Linked DNA regions of Sus scrofa: region 1 is linked to region 2. The links are chromatin contacts, called in public Hi-C maps. All regions are on one chromosome and are shown on one strand. Each heading gives the region's core, a stretch centred on a gene start, on an enhancer-like site or on the middle of the called end of the contact. The rest is flanking DNA. Distances are from core to core; before and after follow the strand shown.

The links. A called contact is a pair of places that touch in the nucleus more often than the background predicts.
Region 1: a Hi-C map of skeletal muscle shows a contact between it and region 2, with 5 times the contacts expected there. The contact joins the promoter of FCGRT here to the promoter of ALDH16A1 in region 2. A contact is called at or near these places in 2 of 5 promoter capture datasets (fetal liver and liver), 4 of 47 Hi-C or Micro-C datasets (epiblast stem cells, liver and skeletal muscle) and 1 of 2 datasets of contacts at active chromatin or transcription factors (skeletal muscle).

What each region holds. Positions count from the first base shown.
Region 1 is chr6:54,586,508-54,592,148 of Sscrofa11.1, reverse strand. It overlaps FCGRT (Fc fragment of IgG receptor and transporter), which reads right to left and starts at 1,797. Exons shown (of 6, transcript NM_214197.2): 1 at 1,725-1,797; 2 at 1,162-1,413; 3 at 759-1,034. The coding sequence starts at 1,797.
Region 2 is chr6:54,527,318-54,532,948 of Sscrofa11.1, reverse strand. ALDH16A1 (aldehyde dehydrogenase family 16 member A1) reads right to left here and starts at 3,410. Exons shown (of 18, transcript XM_021094740.1): 1 at 3,236-3,410. The coding sequence starts at 3,325. It overlaps PIH1D1 (PIH1 domain containing 1), which reads left to right and starts at 4,192. Exons shown (of 9, transcript NM_001244978.1): 1 at 4,192-4,595; 2 at 4,899-4,965; 3 at 5,337-5,516. The coding sequence starts at 4,506.

The sequences.
Region 1 (5,641 bases), core at 548-3,047, 61 kb before region 2:
TGCAGGCCTCTGGGCAGAGTTTGGATTTTAGCCTAAGACTAGTGGGGATCTATGGGATGCTTTTAAGTAGTGGCGGAATGGGAGCTCATTTATTGGTTTGTGGGGGTTTTTTGGCTGTGCCTGTGGCATGCAGAAGTTCCCAGGCTAGGGGCTGAACCCGTGGCACAGCAGCAACCCAAGCCACGGCAGTGAAAATGTCGATCCTTAACCCACTGAGCCCACCAGGGAACTCCGCGTTTAGGGTTTTTAAAACATTTCTCTGACTGCAATGGAGGAGAGTCTGCAATGAGGGCGGAGATGAGACGGAAGCAGGAATTGCCATGTGGGGGCCGATGAGGAGGAAAGAGCTCTAACTGCAGCCCTTGAACTCTCTAGACATGGGTGTAATTATAGCTCAGAGTGACATGTGCTGTATATGTAACAGAGGTCACTGTGGGCGTCCCAAAGAGGCAAGCGAAACCTCACAGGCCAGAGGGGAACCTGATGCCGGTGGCATCTGGCACCAGGGGAGCTGGCAAAGATGAAGGAATGGGAGGGCTGCTGGGAGCTCAAGGGACTCTGGGTGATTCTGTCTGGAGCAGATGGAGAAACGTCAGGAGAGGGACAGAGGTCAGGCCGCGTGGGGCCTCAGGGCCAGGCTGAGGGGCAGCTGGGCGTGGAGGAAGACCCCCTGGGACGCGGCTCGGGAGGAGGGGGTAGACTGAAGGCCAGGGGGTCGGGAAGGAGAGGCCTCGCGGGACCCTCAGGGGGCTGCTCACCCTTCCACTCCAGGTTGCCCCGGCCCCTCTCCAGATGCCCCAGCAGCCGGTGGGGACAGGAGTAGAGCAGGAAGGTCTTCTCCTTGTTGACCGCGTCCGGCTCCTGCATCCACTTGGAGCCAATGGTCCGGGCCTCGGGCCACTCCCCATCCCAGGTGCCCAGCTTGGTGTCGAACTTCATAAACTCCTCGCCATTCAGGGCGAACGTGGCCACAGGCACCGAGACATTGTCGGGGCCCAATTCGCAGCCCAGAAGGCCCTGCAGGGTGAAGGGCCCTGGGGCGCCGCCAGCCGCGTGAGCCGCGCCCAGGCGCCGAGGCCACAGCCCCCCGCCTCCCTCCCAGCCAGGACCCAGGCCGCCCGCCCGCGTCCCCTGCCTGCGCCCCCGGGGTCCCAGGCCCACCTCCTTCCTCCAAGGTTTTGAGAGCCTCGAGAAAGAGCTTCTGCTTGTTCCTCAGGTCTGCGGTCTCCTTCTCCCAGTACCAGGACACCTGGCTTTCCCAGACCCAGGCGCCGTAGGGCTCCGCCTGGGCGCGCAGGTTATTGTAGCTCAGGTACTGCTGGGGCCCCAGCCAGCCCGACACCCAGAAGGCGGGAGCGCCCGGGGTGGGGGCGGACACGGCCGTGAGGTGGTACAGGAGGGAGCGGTGGTTGTCTGCGGGAGACACGGGCGGAGGGGGCGGATGGGGCAGTGACCCTCGCCCCGAGGGGGAAGAGCCGGCACCGCGGACGGAGGGGCCAAGGCAGCCAGCGGGCGCCGCACGCAGACCGAGGGCCAGCGACCCAGCGAGGGGGGCCGGGAGCTTCCCAGACACACCGCCAGAGGGAGGAGGCGATGAAGCCCAGGGAAGCAAAGGAGGAAGTGCCCGGCTCGAGCGGGGCCTCGGATGTTGCTTCCTTTGCTCTTTTCCCGGCCGCCGGCACCTCCCCGGTGCCCGGCCGCCCCGGCCCCGGAGCCCCCCTCACCTGCGCGCGGCGTTCCGGGCAGCAGGAGGAGCAGCAGAGCGAGCCACCAGGGCTGAGGCCGGGGGACCCGCATCCTGAGCGGGAGACCTGGGGCGGGAGGGGGCGCGTGACTCCCTGGGACCCCCGCCCCGCCCCGCCCTGCGTCCCCCAGTCCCTGCGGCGGCGGGCTCCGGGGCTCCTGTCCCGGAGAGTGACCGAAAGGCCCGCCTCCCCGATGAACTTTCACCCCTTCGTTTGCTCCGTCGGGGTTAATGAGTGACAGAGTCTGGATAGGCCGGGAGGCGGCGGAGGCGGCCCCTCCTCCTCCTCCTCCTCCTCCTCCTCCTCCTCCTCCTCCTCCTCCTCCTCCTCCTCCCTCGGACCCGCGAGTCCTCGGCTCCCGCCCGCCCGCCCGCCCGCCCCTCCTCCCTCCGACCCAAAGGTCCAGACCCGGGGCTCCCTCCTCCTGGAGAGCCGAGAACCCGGCGCCCGGCCCTCGCCTCCCAGGCTCTGGGGCCCCAGCCCCGCTCACAGCAGCCGCGATCCCTTCCCGCCGGCGGCCCCAGCTGGCTCCCGTGACTGGAGACCCCAGTTCCTCTCTCACATCCTGTCCGGAGAGGCGCCTCCACTCCGGGAATATCCAACCCCGCCCCCCAGCTGCAGGGCACACCCCGGGCCCTGGGCCCAGCCGGGAGCTGGTCTCAGCCTCTCTCTAGAAACTTGGGTCCTTTTTTTCCCCCGTCTCTTTCTTTGTGGCTCCCTGGTTTGAGTTTTGTTTGGGGGCTTTGTTTTGTTTTGTTTTTCGAGGGTGCCGGCGATCCAGCAAATTCATGACAACGTTGGGAGTCAACCTTATCGGAGCCCCACCTTTAGAGATCGGCGCAGGCCCCCTTCTTACCTCGTCAGCACCCCCCCCCAGGTCTTCACTGGCTCCTGCTGTGATAAGTCTTCCAGATACTTCCACACTTCCTCCTTTGAACCCCTCCCCCAGGGTACCCTTAAAGTGCTCCTGCGGTACTTTGATAGCTTCTGATAGGACCTCAGTAACAGAGTCCTGATATACCTTCGTGCTTGGGGGCCTCTTCCAACCCCCCCACCCACCCCCGCAGCCCACACTCCCGCTATAATGCTTCCATTCATCCGTTTTATTGCGGTAAAATGCACAAAACAAAAGCGTTCCTGTTGGTGACATTTAGTGCCTTCTCTGTTGTGCCACCACAGCCACTACCTAGTTCCAGAACCTTTTCATCATCCCCAAGGAGACCCCGTACCCCTTTAAGTAGCCCCGCTGCTCCCCTCGGCTCCTGGCAATCACCGATGTGTACGTTCTGTCTCTAGGAATTTGCCTCTTCTGGATTTTCAGAGAAATGGAATCCTACAATATGGTGCCGTTTTGTGTCTGGCTTTTTTCACCATGTCCAATACTGTTTTCAAGATTTATGCATGTGGTACCATGTGTCAAAACTTCATTTCTTTTTTGGCCTCGCCTAGGTCGTGCAGAATTTCCTGGGCCAGGGATCAAATCCAAACCACAGGTGTAGTCAGAGCCGCAGCAGTGATGCCAGATCCTTAAACCACAGAGCCACCAAGGAACTCCCTTAATTTCTTTCTATGGGTGAATAATATTCTATTGTCTGGATCAACCACATTTTGTGGATTCATTAATCAACTGATGGGCATTTGGGTCGTTTCACTTTTTGGCTGTAGTAAATAATGCTGCTGTGAACATCTGTGTCTAAGTTGAGTGTGTGTTTGCGTGCGTGTGTGTGCAATTTGTTTTTTGTTCTTTTCCTTTTTACAGCAATACATGCCATGCGGCATCTGGAAGTTCCCAGGCTACGGGTCCAGCTGAAGCTGTAGATATCAGCCTATACCACAGCCATAACAATGCGGATCCTTAACCCACTGAGTGAGGCCAGGGATTGAACTTGCATCCCTGATAAGAACCTCAGTCGGGTTCTTAACACACCGAGCGGAAATGGAAACTCCCATTTTTTGTTTTGTTTTGTTTTTTGCTTTGCTTTTTAGGGCCACACCCACGGCACATGGAGGTTCCCAGGTTAGGGGTCGAATCAGAGCTATAGCTGTGGGCCTACACCACAGCCACAGCAATGCTGGATCTAGGCTGCTTCTGTGACCTACACCACGGCTCACAGCAATGCTGGATCCTTAACCCACTGAGCGAGTCCAGGGATCGAAAGCACATCCTCATGGATGCTGGCCGGATTCGTTTCTGAGGAGCCTTGACGGGTACCCCCTCACTTTTTGGGGATTTTTTTGGAATCACTGCATTCGGTTCTTTTGGATATATAGCTGGGAGTGGACTCGCTAGGTCATATGATGTGTTAGTCAGGGTTCTCTGGAGAAACAGAATCAACAGGATGTATGCATATATATAGAAAGAGACTTATTATAAGGAATTGGCTCATGTGATTGTGGACACTTGGCGCATTCAAAATCTGATAGGGAAGGCTGGCAGGCTGGGGACTCCGGAAAGAGTTTCAGTTCACGTCTAAAGGCAGGCAGTCTTGGAGTTCCCTGGTAGCTCAGCAAGTTAAGGATCGGACATTGTCACTGCTGTGGTGCAGGTTTGATCCCTGGCCCAGGAACTTCCACATGTCACAGGTGTAGTCAAAAAAAAATGTTTTGGTTTTTTTTTGTCTTTTTAGGGCCGAACCCATGGCATATGGAAGTTCCCAAGCGAGGGGTTAAATTGGAGCTGTGGCTGCTGGCCTACACCACAGCAACAGCAACGCCAGATCCTTAACCCACTGAGCGAGGCCAGGGATTGAACCCCTGCCCTCATGGATATTAGTCGAGTTCGATACCACTGAGCTACAATGGGAATTCTGCAGCCACATTTGTTAAGAAAATTCTTTTGGTGGGGGCACAAGCCACATCATGGTGAGGAGTCTGATTTACTCCGAGCTCACTGCTTTCAGGGTAGATCTTATCCCCAAATAACCTCGCAGAAACATTCAGAGTACTGTTCAAACATCCAGGCGCTGTGGCTCGGCCAAGATGACACATGAATTTAACCATTAAAGCTATGGTAGATCTGTGTCCACCTTAGGAAGGGATCACCATGCATTTTCATTATTCTCCCTGGGTCCTGCTAGAATAGCCACTAAGAGCCACCCTGAGGCTCTTCCTACAATGATGCTGGAGGATCCTGCTTCCATGTCCCTTGAGTCCTAAAATAACTTGTGGAATCTGCCATGCCCAGCTGTCCCCTCTATGTCCCTTGGGATCTGGCTATGTCTCCAGATCACCATTCCAGCAGCCTCTGGGCTCTTGTTTTTTTTATTATGATTATTATTATGATTTTCTTTTTAGTGCTGCATCTACGGCATATGGAAGTTCCCAGGATAGGTGTCAAATCAGAGCTGCAGCTTCCGGCCTACACCACAGCTCATGGCAATGCCGGATCCTTAACCTGCTGAGCGAGGCCAGGGATCGAACCTGCATCCTCATGGCTACTAGTCGGGTTCTTGACCCACTGAGTCACAGTGGGAACTCCTGGGCTCTCATTTTAAAGAATGGGGGTTCAATTCTTGGCCTCCATTCGTGGGTTAAGGATCTGACATTGTTGCAAGCAGTGACATAGCTTGCAGATGCAGCTCGGATCTGGTGTTGCTGTGGCTGTAGGTCGGCAGCTGCAGCTCTGATTTGACCCTTGGTCTAGGAATTGCCATATGCCGCAGGTGCAGCCCTAAAAAGGAAAAAAGAAAAATAAAAGCCCTCAGGGAGTTCCCTGGTGGCTCATTCGGTTAAGGACCCAGCATTGTCACTGCAGTGGCTTGGGTTGCTGCTGTGGTGCAGGTTTGATTCCCGGCCCAGGGACTTCCATACACCATAGGAACAACCGAATAAATAAATTAGTGGAGTTCCCATCGTGGCTCAGTGGTTAACGAATCTGACTAGGAACCATGAGGTTG
Region 2 (5,631 bases), core at 2,161-4,660:
TACATGGAATCCATTATCTACCAGTTCACATCAAAAAAAAAAAAATCGGTTTCAGGCCAAGAAAACACATCTGTTGTTGAGTCTGGCCCACAGACTGTAAGATTGAGCTTGGGGGAAAGCAGGGGGTGGTGTGCGCTCTGCAATCCCAGGGCTTAGGTTCAAATCCCAGTTTCACCTTTTTTAAAGCTATGTCCACGACAGTTGTCCAATTACTTAACTCTTCAAACCTCTGTGAGCTCAAGGCAATAATCCCCTTTCATAGCTGTTTTGGGGATTAAATGAGATCATGCTAAGCACAGAGGTTGGCACATAGAAAGCACCCAATAAATATAAACTGTTATCACACTACTGCTGTTTCAGGATTTCATCTCTAACCAGCCTCCGAGTATGGGAACTCTCTGTACTCCATCCCATATCCTCTTAGCTGAGTCTACACTATATTTCCAGATCATCTCATTGTCCTATTTTTTTTTTTTTTTCCCATTTTTGGCCACCCTGCAGCATATGGAGCTCCCAGGCTGGGGATCAGTTCCGAGCCACCACTGCAACCTAAGCAGCAGCTGTGACAATGCCAGATCCTTAACCCACCATGCAGGGCTGGGGATCTAACCCATGTCCCAGAGCTCCCAAGACACAGCGGGAGCTCTTCCCCACCATTCAATTATCCCTCTCTCTCTTTTTTTCTTCTTTTTCTGGCATATGGCAGTTCCAGGTTAGGGGTCAAATTGGAGCTGCAGCTGCCAATCTACACCACAGCTCATGGCACTGCCAGATCCTTAACCCACTGAATGAGACCAGGGATTGAAGCCACATCCTCATGGATACTGGTTAGATTTGTTTCAGCCACGCCATAATGGGAACTCCTCAATTATCTCTCCACTATGAGGTCCCTGTCTCCAGACTGGAGGGCCAAGCACAGTTGCATTTGTCTCCTGCACGTGACCTGAGGTCCTCAGGTCTCTCTCATTCTCAGCATGTGATAACCAAGCCCAGGGCCCTTTCCCAACCTTTCTGATACCCTCTTCCTTCTGGGTTCATCATGGAAAGTGAGGTGGGAGGACAGGGATTGAGCCAGATCGGAAACCATGTACCAGACCCTAAATCTTTGGGTTTTGAAGCAAAAGACCTTTCCTTTAGCCTCCCCTCAGTCTCAAAAGGCTGACTCAAGGAGTTCCTGTTGTGGCTCAGTGGTTAACGAATCTGACTAGGAACCATGAGGTTGCAGGTTCGATCCCTGTCCTCGCTCTGTGGGTTAAGGAGCCGGTGTTGCCGTGAGCTGTGGTGTAGGTCGCAGACGCAGCTCGGATCTGGCATTGCTGTGGCTCTGGCATAGGCTGGCAGCTACAGCTCTGATTAGACGCCTAGCCTGGGAACCTCCATAAGCCACGGGTGCAGCCCTAGAAAAGGCAAAAAAAAAAAGACAAAAAAAAAAAAAAAAAAGGCTGACTCAAGAGTTAACGATTGGGAAATAAAACCAGTTAAAACAGTCTCCATTATGTTATGTCCTACCTTGGCCCACTAACTTCTTACTAATATTTACTTTCTATTATTTATATATTTCTTTTTCTTTTTTTTTTTTTTTAAGGGCCAAACCCACAGCATATGGAAGTTCCCAGGCTAGGGGTTGAATCAGGGCTGTGGCTGTTGGCCACAGCCACAGCCACGCCAGACCTGAGCTGCGTCTGCAACTTACACCACAGCTCATGGCAATGCTGGATCCTTAACCCAGTGAGCGAGGCCAGGGATCGAACCTGAGTCCTCACGGATACTGGCCGGGTTACCACTGAGCCATGACGGGAACTCCTAATACTTTCTAATTATCTTGCACCTAGTGTCCGGTTTTTCACAAATGATCTCTTCCTTGCTAACTGCTTTCTTTTACTCACGGTTACTTTCTAGAGTTATATTGCGCCTAGTGTTTTCTCTTCTAATTCAAGCACTAACACCCCTTCCCTGTAAGCAATCTTCAGTCCACAGAGGTCAAGGAATGATAAGCACGAAGACAACCAGAAACCATCACGGGACCCGCTGATGCCGGCCTTGATGACACTGAAATGATCTATGGGTGCGAGTAACAAGGACCCCTCAATCAATAACCCTGACTCCCGAGCTAAACCTGTAAAACTCCTTGATATCCCCTCTCCAGGCAGGGCATGGTTTTGTGGCATCAGCCTGCTGTGTCCTCCTTTGCGTGGCAAAGCAATAAAGCTCTTTGTTCCCTTCCTTAAAACTGTCTCCGAGGACTTAATTGGGACTTAAATCCGAGGCCACATTTTCAGCCACAGACCCGCGGCCTTGTCCCTGCCCTCTCAACACGCAAACCCTGTCCCTCCTGCGTCTCTGCCTCACTCCCTCCTCTCCATCTCCAGAGCCTACGGCAGGCTCTGGTCTCACCATTATTCCAACCTCCTTCTTTCCCTCCAGGAAAGGCCAAGCTTCTCACGCCCGGGCGCTAGAGGGCCCTGTGCCTTCATGATGGCCCCGTGGGGGAATGCTGAGGGTAGTTACAGAAAATTCGAGGCACCCTACTTTTATAGGGAACCCCAAGAGCGTTCTTGGGGGACCCTGAGGGATCACGGGAGTCTTATGGAAGTCCTGAAGAATACGGAGGGGTCGCGGGAGCCCCATGGGGTTATTCTGAGGGGCTGAAGGTTATTACAGAAAGTTCTGATGTATTCTGGGGTTCTGAGAACTCCCGAGACTATAGGAACCCCACGAGTATTGAGGTGACCCTGAGGAATCACGGCGGCTCCGCGGAGGTTTTGGAGGTCTCTGGTTGATCAAGGGAGCCCCTCCAGGAATTCCGGGGAAACTCGGGAGCCATAGGATGTTCTGAGGAATCAACGGTAAGTCTACACGTGGGTTCTGAGTCCTCGGAAGATCACGGGAGCCCCCCAGGGAATCGCGGGAGGTTATGAGGGGGCCTTGATGAATCACAGGACCCCCTCGGGGGATTCTCGGAAGCACCCTCGGCGAAGCACCACCGTGAATTCTGGACCATGTAACGGGACAGCCACTGGGCCTCATGAGAAGAGACTATCGGGCTGAGGCAGCAACTCTAAGAAGCTCAACAAACCATCCTCCAGGGGTGGGTCCTAAGGAGTGGCGGGAATCGCGGGAGCTGAGAGGGGCGGAGTTACTGAGCTGCCGCGGTGGATCGTGGGAGTCCGCGCGCAAAACTCGGCTCCGAAGACTGGGGAGGGGGATGGGCAGCGCGGGCCGGGCGAGCCCTCACCAGTGCGCATGCGTGGCTCTCCGGCACGGGTCCGTACTCCAGCGTGGTGAAGATCTCGCTGGCGCGGGATCCTGTACACGTCTCGGCCATCGCGCTCCCCCGCCGCTTTCCACCGACTGCAGGGCGCTCTGCCGGAGGAAACCTCGAGGTCCGAAGGGTAGCACCGCCCCCTCCTACCCAAAGGGCGGGGCTATGGGAGATAGAGCGTAACCCCGCCCAGGACCTGGTGACCCCGCCCATGGGTCTGCGCACGGAAGTGTAGTTTGGATCATGCGCAGTCCTCAGAGCGGGGCGAATGGGGAACGAAAGTGTGAGTGACTTCAAATAGTTGTGAGAGCTCCAGCGTCTCGCTATCCTGTTTGTGTTGGATACCGGAATTGCAGTTTTTAGTCCTAAATACATTTTATCGAGAATAGAATCTAGTTCTGGAACGAGGTGGTTGTTCAGAGGTCAAAAGAGAGTCTTAGGATGGACACTGAAATTAATGTTTTTTTTTTTTTTTTTTTGTCTTTTTGCTATTTCTTGGGCCGCGCCCGCGGCATATGGAGGTTCCCAGGCTAGGGGTCAATCGGAGCTGTAGCCACCGGCCTACACCAGAGCCACAGCAACGCGGGATCCAAGCCGCGTCTGCAACCTACACCACAGCTCACGGCAACGCCGGATCCTTAACCCACTGAACAAGGCCAGGGATCAAACCCGCAACCTCATGGTTCCTAGTCGGATTCCTTAACCACTGCGCCACGACGGGAACTCCATGAAATTAATGTTCTTAAAGTGTGACAGATTTGCCCAGCTACTGGCCGGAGTCGGCTATCCGGAAGGAGCCGGAAGCGTGGCTTGAATCCCGCAGGAAGTGTGGCATTTAGTGACTATCAGGACTTTGTATTGATTGGTTGAGATGAGAGGCGTGGCTTCAGCCTTGGACTAGATTGGTCTGTGATTGGTAACGGAATACAGTTGCAGGATTGATGAAGCGTTGGGGTAGTGTGACTTACTCAAGTTCCTGATTACGCAGGGATCAAAAGAGTGGCTGTAGTTTGCACCTTTGGCACGCAGGACTTAGCATCTAGAGACACTGGCTCTTAAGAGATTTGACGACAGTATCTGGTCTGAGTGAAAGTGTCTCGGGCCAGATTCTCAGGTTTTCATACAGAATAGTGGGTGTCGCGATTTGGTTAAGGGCCCAGGAACTAGTCTCAGAGTTCAGATCCCGCCGATGGTTCCCCCACGCCGGGGTTGCTGAGGACGCCAAGGTCTCTCCCCCAGGGCCATGGCCGACTCGACGTTGCTGGTGCCGGAGCTAAACGAAGCAGAGACGATGGGCACGGAGACGACGCCTTTCGAGGAGCTGCTGCTGCAGGTGCGATTGAACGCACTCCTGGGTCCCTGGGGATTCGGGGAATACATATGTGTGTGTGTGTGTGTGTGTGTCCGTCCGTGCGGGAATTGTAGTTGTTTACCTTCAAGTTTGCTAGTCTCTGGAAGACATGGGAGCAAAATTGGGCTTGTTCTTCAGATTCCTCAAGGTAGGAAGGGGCCATAGTATGTCTTATGCCCTGCCTGGCTAGTATTCATAAAAATTGCTCAGTAAACATTTGCGAAACGAATGAGGGGGTTCTGATAGCACAAAGGCCAAACTTGAAAATTGCTTTCCTTCACACAGGCCTCCAAGGAGCTCCAGCAAGCCCAAACAAGCCGACCAGAATCTACACAGATACAACCTCAACCTGGTGAGAAAGACAGAAACGTAAAGAGAAAGAGATAGTGTCCCAGAGAGAGGTGGACCCTGACTGGGGGGCAGGGGACACAGGAAGAGGAGGGAGGGAGGAGAAACAGTAATGGTGGGGTAGAGAGGCTTTGAGCGGGAGGAGTGATGGAGACCCAGAGAGCAGGGAAGGGGCCAAGAGCCAAAGAGAGGCAGGGAGGACAGGTGTGACCAGCGGGACGAAGACTCAAAGGTAGTCAGAAATTCCAGGGCGGGGAGGGGAACAGCCCCAGAGAGTGGAGGACTAATACTCAAGGAGGGCGACAGATCAGAAGAAGGCTGGACCCCGAGATCCAGGCAGCAACAGAGGGTCACGGCCAAACCCATTTGCTCCAGGTTTCTGCATAAAGACCAACTCATCTGAAGGCAAGGTTTTCATCAACATCTGTCACTCTCCCTCCATCCCTCCTCCGGCTGACTTGACTGAGGACGAGCTGCTTCAAATGCTGGAGGAGGACCAAGCCGGGTTCCGCATCCCCATGAGTCTGGGAGAGCCGCATGCCGAACTGGATGCAAGTCAGTGCCTTGAGAGGCCCCAGGAATCTAGTCCTCTTGGTCCTTTCTTCCCAAGGATCCAAGAAGCCAGGGCCTGAGACCCTGGCTTCCCCTTCAGGACCTAGAAACCCGGCCT